Linked DNA regions of Mus musculus: region 2 is linked to region 1. A link is a contact called in public promoter capture Hi-C data. All regions are on one chromosome and are shown on one strand. The core of a region is the stretch at or near the end of the contact, and the rest is flanking DNA. Distances in the headings are between cores, read along the strand shown. Region 1 overlaps Cdhr3 (cadherin-related family member 3). Region 2 overlaps F730043M19Rik (RIKEN cDNA F730043M19 gene).

What was found. Capture Hi-C pulls out chosen DNA fragments and counts their contacts.
Region 2: a promoter capture Hi-C map of adipose tissue shows a contact between it and region 1, with 2.2 times the contacts expected there. The contact joins two enhancer-like sites. A contact is called at or near these places in 13 of 39 promoter capture datasets (the 3T3-L1 cell line, 3T3-L1-derived adipocytes, cranial neural crest and 7 more), 1 of 484 Hi-C or Micro-C datasets (nephron progenitors) and 2 of 9 other capture datasets (adipose tissue and liver).

The regions. Positions count from the first base shown.
Region 1 is chr12:33,058,963-33,064,180 of GRCm38.p6, forward strand. Cdhr3 (cadherin-related family member 3) reads right to left here. Exons shown (of 20, transcript NM_001024478.1): 7 at 2,686-2,834; 8 at 1,270-1,459. Among named protein-coding and RNA genes, the nearest start is that of Cdhr3, 31 kb to the right of the region's middle. Within about 2 kb of position 3,074, at least 54 of the 459 cell types and tissues checked have an H3K27ac peak or open chromatin away from gene starts, as enhancers often do. A contact at or near this core is called in adipose tissue, where this site is marked.
Region 2 is chr12:33,126,599-33,131,253 of GRCm38.p6, forward strand. The region is part of intron 4 of F730043M19Rik (RIKEN cDNA F730043M19 gene); the gene reads right to left. Among named protein-coding and RNA genes, the nearest start is that of Atxn7l1, 18 kb to the right of the region's middle. Within about 2 kb of position 1,758, at least 47 of the 459 cell types and tissues checked have an H3K27ac peak or open chromatin away from gene starts, as enhancers often do. A contact at or near this core is called in adipose tissue, where this site is marked.

The DNA of each region.
Region 1 (5,218 bases), core at 1,824-4,323:
CACGAAGGGTGCAGGGTTGAAAGGGGGGCAGTTGATAAACCATCCCCAGCCTCACTCTTCCCCTTTTTATGAAAGCTCCCCCATTGGTCACGAGAAGATGGTCTGCAAAGAAGGGGCATAGGGTGAGGCACATGGTGGATCTGAAATGTGTCCAGACAGACTGAGAGCCACAACACAGTTCCCCTAGCACTGAGTAGAGCATGAAAGTTGTGAAAAAGGGTAAGCTGGTCAAATGAGCATAATAGCTATTGATAAGCCCGGATGGTCTTTGTCAAGGCTCTTTGCCTTTAGCATGGCCATGCTATGTATTAAATCTGCCCCAAATCACCAGGAGCAAACCCGGAAAAAAAGCAGTCAAAGATAGCCCAAGAGACTCTGCCAATAAGGTCATCAAAACAGAGGCCAGTTCTGATACTCAGTTTCACTTCAGATGCAGGGCACTCTGCCCACAAAGGGTCTTTGCTGAGATGCACTCCACCCCCAAACTGACCCCATTCAGACTTCCAGGGACTGGCTAGCAAAAAAACATGGAACTCAAGCTATTATGGAAGAATTCCCAATTGTGTGGCTTTTTGATAAAATAGCAGCAAAATGAGCAAGGGTATGTTCTGTGTGTATCCAGAGAGTCTGATACCTCCTTCTGACCTCTGTAGGAAACCAGGTAGGCATGTAGTGCACAGCCATATATTCAGGCAAAACACTAACATACATAAAATAAAAATAAACAATTATTAAAAGGCTTTACTTTAAACTGATTGTGAATTAACTGTGAGTCAAAGAACAAGTGAAAATAATATAACTCATGTCTCAGATACATTCTGTATTTCCCCTCCACATGTATGCAATTAAGTCGTGTCAGGTGAATTAGATTTTTGTTTCGTTTTACCCACTGACTTGTTTTGATTTATTCATATTATATACTGAGATTTCTTTGGGAGTGCTTGGTTACTAATTCTGACTCTCCAGCATCTATTACAAGTGCTAACAGCACCATTTCACCCCTGGCAGTAGTAAGTAAAGAAAAGACACAGTCCAGAGAGGGCCTGTGGTGCAAATGGAACAAAATTAAAAAGCTGTAAAAACAGGTGGAAAGTGAAGGAGAAATAATGAGGAGGGATGGAAATGGGTAAGGAATAACAAAACGATCTTTGAAGGAAATGGGACACCTCAAATCGGCTTGTAGAGAGTCAGTCCCCAATGCCATGCCTTATCAGAGAATCCATGGGTCAAGCACCACCCAAGAGGGGATACATTCCAACTGGTGACTACCTGAAAGTGAGCTTTCTGCATGTTGCAGGGTTGTCATTGATGTCTTCCACAATGAAGGTTATCTGCATGCGGTTCTCCTGACCCCCAGAGGGCCTGTCTCTCACTCGAACTTCCAGAGAAATGATGGGATTCTGTCTCAGTTCGCCTGCATCTCGATCTAGCCTTCGGGCCACTTGGATTGTCCCTGTCACTAAGGAGGCAAAGATTAGAAGACAATGGAGAACACAGGAAAAGACTGTGCCAGAATGATGATCAGCTTGCACCGGGAATAGCCCCTCTACAGACATGTCGTGTGTTTCTGGGTTTGATGTTTATTGGAACACCTGACCTGATCTTTCTCTAAAGCTACACTTTACAGTTCAGGGTTGGGCCCTGAGTACAGCACTGTCCACTGCTGACAGAACTGGTGGGTAGCTGACTTCAATTTGATCCACTGGATTCTCTATTGGAGAATCTGTTGCTAAGAAACACACATCGGAGAGTGAGTGAGCTACAGTTGGAGCTGCAGGCAAAAGCCCAGAACTTGAGCTGCTGAGGTCCTCTGCCCTGATTATCTGACTCTTTCTTATGAGATGTGCCTCTTCCTCCCCTCTCCCCTCCCCTCTCCCCTCTCCCCTCTCCCCTCTCCCCTCTCCCCTCTCCCCTCTCCCCTCTCCCCTCTCCCCTCTCCCCTCTCCCCTCTCCCCTCTCCCTTCTCCTCCTCTCCTATCTTCTCTTCCTTTCTACTGTCTTGTGCTTAGCTAGATTTGCTGTCACTTTTATTACTTGGAACCAGAGTCTTAGTTTAAATACTCAGAAAAAAGGTGTGGGAAGTTCGGAGGTAGAGTGTTTGCCTAGCATAGATGAGGTCCTGGGTTGAATCCCCAGCACTGTGGTGTGTGTGTGTGTGTGTGTGTGTGTGTGTGTGTGTGTGTGTGTCACTGGGCAGTGGTGGTTCATGCCTTTAATCCTAGTACTCAGGTAGCTCTCTGAGTTTGAGGCCAGCCTGGTTTACAGAGCAGGTTTCAGGTCAGCCAGTGCTATAAAGAAAAACTCTGTCTCAAGAAACCAAAACCAAACAAACAAACAAACAAAAAGAAACTCACCACAAAATATAATTTTCTTTATATCCTTAAGTCTTCATTTTTACACAGATGGTGACATGTGCATTCTATTTACAGGGGTTGCACCTTAATCATAATGGCAGTTAAGAAGAATATTTTCATATTTCCCATAAAGGTGAAAGGTAACCCAGCTGCTCACACACAGACCTCCTCAGACCACCATTTTGGTGGGTGTCTGCTGCCTTTAACACGCCCTTTCCCTGACAAGTAAGGGTGAACCTAGATAGAAAGGCCTGAGGGAAGAGAAAGCATTGTAAAACCCACTCAACATTCACATTCGAGGATGCAGGAGAGGCTACTGTGCATGACTCACGCTGGTCTACCATGAAATAGCTGCTGGTGGTAGTGATGCTGTAGAGGAGGCGGCCAGGAAAACCCTCATCATCAGGATCCATTGCTGTGATGTTCGCCACCATGGTTCCTAGAGGCACTTCTTCTGGGACAGAGTACACTCTCCTGGGGCTGAAACAGAAACACTGCAGCCGTGGCTAATTTGCAGGGCAGGGGAGGGTGCAGACTGGGTGGTAGGTATTTTGGTGTGCGCTAAATATAGCACCGCACGGCTTGTGCTGCATCAACATGCAGAGAGAACACAGCAGCTGAGAGGAGGGGTGACTGCTGTCTGTATTTCACATCCTTGCGGATGCAAAGAAGAATGCCAGGCCATTACAGCAGCAATTTAGGTGGTCACAGCCGCTGCCTGCCTGCCTGCCTGATGCCTGTCCTATCCTTAACATCCTCTCACATAAAGACACTTCCTCTACCCAGTCAGCTTCTCTCCTCCCAGTTTCTGTTCAAAAGGTGTCTGGATTCTTTTTAAAAACCCATCTGGACAAGATGTTCAGAGCCTCAGGCTTCTTAATTTGTGCTTGAGTCCCTTCCTGTGGATGATGCCAGAAGCCCAGTTTTGTGTCTTCTCTAGAATCTCTGGTCTTTGTTTCATCCCCTCCCCCCTCCCCTCCCCCTCCCCCCTCCTCCTCCCCCTTCGTTGTTGTCAACTTCTTCGTCTTCTTTCTTCTTCTTCTTCTTCTTCTTCTTCTTCTTCTTCTTCTTCTTCTTCTTCTTCTTCCTCTTCCTCTTCCTCTTCCTCTTCCTCTTCCTCTTCCTCTTCCTCTTCCTCTTCCTCTTCCTCTTCCTCTTCCTCTCCTCCTCCTCCTCCTCCTCCTCCTCCTCCTTCGCCTGAGGATACAACTCTTCCACATGGAACCTGGGCATCTTTCCAGATGGCATTCCCCATGAGGCCAGCTCTCTAAGCCTCTGGCAGTTAGAAGTCATCACACTGTTCTCCAAGGGGCACTGTGCATATTATAACTCCACGTGCCTGCTTACTGACCTTTCTCAGGCTCCAAGCTTTTGTAAAAGGTCAGAAGTGAGATTATTTCAGGGGTGCAGAGTCACCTTTAATTTTCCTGTCTTAAGGTGCCACTTTCCCATGCCCTCCTTGAAGGAAGGCAATCTTCATCTCTGCTCTAAATGGCTGCCTTCATGTAGGGGGGGCCTCGGATCATTTAGCTGCCCCTGACTCACCACAGCTGTCCCATAGGGAGGGCCAGAGAAAACAGACACAAGAGAGAGCCTCAGGCTGGATTAAGAGAGAAGCAGAGACAATCTGTAGCCAGGACCTCACACTAGCCTACCCCATGGGCTCTGCCCTGAATCCTGGGCCCAATATTATGCGTGAGGAGGGTTCTTCCACCATGTATTTCATTGTTAGGGAGGAGCATGCTCACTTTGTCCAAAAGGTGGCTCCAATGCTTGGGCCTCCTTGCCCAGTGTCCCCCAGAGTCTGTGACTTTGGTGGGGTGAACCAGCAAAGCCAGGGGTAGCAGGGGCCAGAGACAGAGTCAGAGGAAAGAGACAGCCTGTCTTCTATAACCAACAGAATCTTGTTTCTAATGCAGGATGGTTTTGTCTTCCATCCACTAGATTGGGTCTAGGAACTTCCTAGCCAGGGTCATAAGGATGCTTGGTGGTCTGAATGATACAATGTTCCACGGGAGTGTCTGGCATTTGAATATTTGCTCCCCAGTTGGTGATTTTCAAGGGGAGGGCTTAGAGGGTGTGGTCTCACTGGAGGAAGTCTGTCCCTAGAGGCAGGCTTTGAGGTTTCCAAAGACTCCTTTCCAATTTGATCTCTGGTTCCTGTTTGAGGTTAGAGCTGTGAGCCCTCTGCCATTATTCTGGCTGCCATGTCTGCCTGCTGTCATGTTTTCCTGCTGTGTGATGATGGACTCTTATCCTCTAGAACCATAAGCTCCAATTAAACCTTTCTTTGTGTAAGTTGCTTTGGCTGTGGTGTTTTATCACAGCGAGAAAAAAAGGATAATACAGATGTTTCGCGGCCTGCACAGACTGGTCCTGGCTTTCAACATTACTCCCTGGATCAGCAATACCAGTGTCACCAGTGAGCTCCGTGGGAATGGAGATTACTGAGCACTTAATGGAGCCCTGAATGTCCACTGAAAAAGCCAGGGATACGCATATAGTCTCCAGTGTCAGTGGTGACCATTAGGCTTCTAGGACAGTAAGAAGACAACATAGGGGGAATATTTGCCCCATCCTTCTGGGCAGTGGTTCCAAGCTGAGAGATGATTACAGCTAGACACATTTTTTTTGGTTGTCACAACTTGGGGAGGGAGCCGTTCTTCCCACCTTGAGGGAGATGCTGCCAAACACACTCCGTCACACAGGACAGCCCAGTCACAGAAAAGCATCTGGTTCCAGTCAGATGAGCTGCTTAAATCCTGCTCTGAAGCCTCTATAGTGTATGCTGGGTGTGCCCCATGAAAGGAACAAGGCTAGCTTTTGGGGACAGTGCCTCAGACTCTCATGCCAAACAGTCTTTC
Region 2 (4,655 bases), core at 508-3,007, 66 kb after region 1:
TCTTCCTGGCTAGAGACAGGGCTGTGTCCCTTGGCCCCTCTCACTCCTTTCTGTCCTTCAGAACTTCTTGAATGTCAAAAAGAATGCCATCTCTAGGGACCTTGATGACTTATGAGGCAGAGACTGGTGTTGGGAGCACAGCCTGGATGCCCGGTTCAGCTCTTGTTAGCTAAAGCTGATGCTGTCTTAAGAAATGGTTGCTTCTCTGCTGCTCAGCTCAGACTGAAGGCCGGGCACCACATTCTGCAGTGGCACCTTGCCTATTGATTCAGTGGATTGGTTGTGTCCAACTGCAGGTCTCTGAGCTTGTGCTGGGCTCTAGCACGCTGTTTTCCACCTACACATCGAAATAGCCCTGCCTGCATTACTTGGGGGCGGGGCGTGCCAGAGTGTCTTGTCCATTCACCCATGTGAGACTCAACTTCATGGGAAGTTACATGAAGCACACAGCTTAGAACTCCATGCTACTTAGAAATGGTTATGCCAGGCAAACGAAATAAAGATGATTCTTGCCACAGCCCACCTCATTTGGGTAAGTCATTTGCTATTTCACTAAGCCATGGAGGTGACGCCAGTGAACATGGATTCTGAAAGACTGTGTAATTACCAGTCATTGGTAGTCTTAGATCACCAGTAACATCCAGTCTTCCAGTGCAGGATCTGAATACACAGGCCAGGAGAGTTTTGCTTAAACTCTTCCTGAGTAAGACAACGTCCCAGTAGGGCAGGTCTCTGGACGGTTTGTCACACCTATGATCTCTTATCAGTATCACAGACAGCCAATATAAAAACACCAGAGGACTGCTATGCCCAGGCAGTAGACTTTTCTCCATGAGAATAAGCAACCTAAAAGGAAACGCTTCCTTTAAATGCATTTATAACCCCTACCACATATAACATCACAGTGTTGTATGTGCAGGAAAACAGGGAAAGCCAAGGCTGGGAGACTATACTGGCAGAAGACATACCCGATGAAGGACCGTTATCCAAACTCCACAAGACCCTCTTAAAACCCAATAGGGATATGAGCAACGAACATAGTTTTAAAATGGGCAAACTCTCTGAACAGATGCCTCATCAAAGAAGATATAGAGATGGAAGACGCATCCAGTACTCGGGAATGAAAATGAGAGCAACAGGAAGATGCCATCATACAACCATTAGCGTGGCTAACATCTAAAAACACTGGCAGTGCCAAACGCTGCCAAGACTAGAAGCAGGGACTTCACTATGCTGCCGGTGGAACCGCCACGTTGGAAGACAGCTTGGCAGACTCACAAAACTAAATATACTCTTACCATATGATCCGGTAATCATGCTTTTTGGGTATTTACCCAAAAGATTGAAAAGTTATGTCCACACAGAAACCTGCGCGTGGATGTTTATCTCAGCTTCATTCAGACTTGCTAAAATGAGGAAGCAGCCAAGATGTCCCTCAGCAGGAGAACGGAAGAAAGGAAACACTGTGGTACATCCAGACAAATGGAGTATTACTCAGCACTGAAAAGAAATGAGCTGCCAAGCCATAGAATGACACAGAACAATCTTAAGTGCACACACAAGAAAAAGAGCAGACCGGAAAAGAACACCTACTGGGATGGTTAAGACAAAGCTGTGGCTTTACAGGGGGTTAGCAGAGAGCAGAGATAAATAAGCCAGGTATTTCTCAGGGCAGTGAAACCACTACAATGGTGGATATACAGGGGTGACAGTGATGACAGTGTCAGACCCTCATCTGTGACACATGTGCCACTTGGCTGAGAAATATTCATAGAGGAGGAAGTTACATGTTTTGGAAACTGTACTTCCTGCTCAGTTTTGCCATCAATCAAAAACTGCTTAAAAGAAAAAGCCTATCAAAATAGCAGATGTGGGCCAGGCATGATGGCACGAATGAGTGGGTTCCAAACTAGCCAGAGCTATATAGAAAGATGCCTTAATAAACAAACAAACGAACAAACAAACAAATGAAAGAAAAAAAATCAATAAACAACAAATTGAGCTGAACATGGGACAATTTGTAAGTCTCTATAAAATAGTATTAAGAGACTGTAAGAACCACAACATACAACTCAGCTGTGTTATTCTTGCCACAGAGAGATGCCAGAATCTGTTTCCATTCCTGGGTCAGAATACCAGCCACAGCCAAGGCAGTTTTGCCAAATCATGGCAAAGGTTTAATGGAAGCCTGCTCCAAATTAGCATGTCCATCATTCCTGACACACAGGCACTCTGAACCATGGAAGCAAGATGTTTCCACCGGAGAGTCATGAGCAGAGTAAAGTGGCTCACGAGACCCTGGAAACAAAAGCACAGAGTACAGATTGCAAAGTGTCCAAACACAGCCAACTGCCACGGCCAGTGCTGCACACACAGCACACGGCACACACACAAGCTGTTCACCCTCCGATGGCAGGAAGGTTGCCACGGAAAGATCGGTGTCACTGGTGTGGGGTCAAAGAAGTGGGGAGGGGGGGTGTGCAAATTCTTTCTCTCTCTTAGAGGCTTAGTCTGTTTAAATTGCCAGAGGCTCTGTGCAACTGTCATCTACATGCAAGCAGCCTTACTGGAGTCTGACCTATTCTAGAGCTCTAGAGATGCACCCACGGGTGATACGATTGCAGAGCATAAACATGGTGGCATGCTTTGGGATTTTGGAGAGTTGAGTTTTAAAACAAAAGCTAAAAGCTAGTCCCCATCAGAAGCTCTGCACAAAACAGGACTTTTCATGATGGCTCCTTTCAGGATCTTGTAAGCCATTTCTTCTAACTCACCACTCAGCAGGAAGCTGTTCAGCCATTCAAGCTGCCAGAGGGAGTGCTTCTGTCTCCTTAACCACACCCAGACCCCCATTTCCACCCTGGGTCAGTTTAAGTAGTTTCTGAACTGTTAGCAAACCAGGCATCCATCTAACTCCAAGCCTCTAGGCCACTCCTGCTGCCACCCCCACCCTCCACCCCCTCCCTTCTGAACCAATCACAAAGGAAGATCCTTCTTGGTCTGGCACTTGCTGGCTGTGTGACCTTCAGCACATTCCTGCAGACGTGTGTCTCTGCGGGGCTGCCAACTTGCAAATGACTGGCAGCAGCTCTCTGCGAATTAGCACTCCACCCTGCTTGTGGTGAACAGCACTAATCAGATAGTATGATACAGGCTGTTTAGTGGTTGCGGTGTAGGATTGCAGTGTTAGGTTTGGAAGGAAGAGAGACATTGCTAGAAACCCTTAAGATAGTGATTGCTTGCCTGTCCGTGGAACTGAAGACATATATATATATATATATATATATATATATATATATATATATATATATATATATATATATATATATATATATCATAGCAGCTACCCCAGGGTTCTTCTGGCCCATTGCCTTACTTGGTACTCAGAGGTATCTTTCAGATTCACAGGTACCATTTCACCCCTCCCTCCCTCCCTCCCTCCCTCCCTCCCTCCCTCCCTCCCTCCCTCCCTCCCTCTCCCCATTGTTTCTTCTTTTCTGTTTGTTGCTTGTGCTTTGCTCTGTTTTGTTTGAGGCAGGGTCTCATGTATCCCAAGCTAGCTACCAAGTGAGGGGGGCTGAGGACCACCTTACATTTCTGATCCTCCTGCCTCCACTTCCAGAGCGCTGGGATTACAAATGTGTGCCTCCCTGCCCAGCCAACTCCCTGCTCCCTTTTCTTTAGCGCTTGCCACTTAGCTTGCCACTGGGTTCAATCTTGACCTCCAAATGCCAGCAGGCAGGACTCTAGCTTGGTCCCCAGGATGCACAGTGTTCGTTTTAGCAGACTAGTTTTTGGGAATTGCATTATTTTATTTTATTTTTGCACACTGCCAAACTCTGGCAGCACATGAGGAGGGTGTGAGCCCGTTTTATACACCACACCTTCCACTGGGAAAGCCCAGCAGGTCTCACAGGGGGTCGCCCTGGGAAACAAGAGTCCGGATTCTAAGCCTCCAAGCCAGGCTTCATGGAGACAACATTCACCCAGGAGATGCGGGAAGGTTGCTTAGGAGACAAGGCGGCTCTAACAACCGAGTTAGAACAGTAAATAAAATTGCCATCTGTTGAGTTCTTAATATGGGCTAGGCACCGTGCCAAGCGTTTTACAAGTGTTAGCTATCTCCTTTTTAAACCTGCTTAAATTGTGGAATAAAATACTCCTGGATTAAAGTGTTCAAAACAAATGCATGGTATAAGGAACAATCACAGGGCAAACAGTGCAGTTACCTCCAGGGTCAAGTCAGAGCATCCCAAGTCCTGGAGAATGGCCTGTTGGGGGAGCGCCCCTGTGGGCTCCCACCCTCTCCTCTCTGAGAGGCCCCACTGTGATTTCATGCCAATCCCTTCTTGTCTTTGGACTTTTCTCAACATGTGATAGGAAATGCAAGCTACACCGTTTGTAGCTTAGTTTTGTTTTCAGATGCTATGTCTTCTTGGGGGTTGCTGGAGATTGAGCCCAGAGCCTTGGAACATCCCAGACAAGCACGCTCCCAAGTTTCCATCTCATAGTTCAGGGCTGTGTAGTACTCCAGGGGGTGGTCTCACAGGTCTCCAACCATCAGCAGCACTGAGTTCCCCAATACCATCCTTCCAGTTGGGATCATCAGATTTTACAAACTGATGAACATGGATCCTATTTAGCTAGAGCTTCAA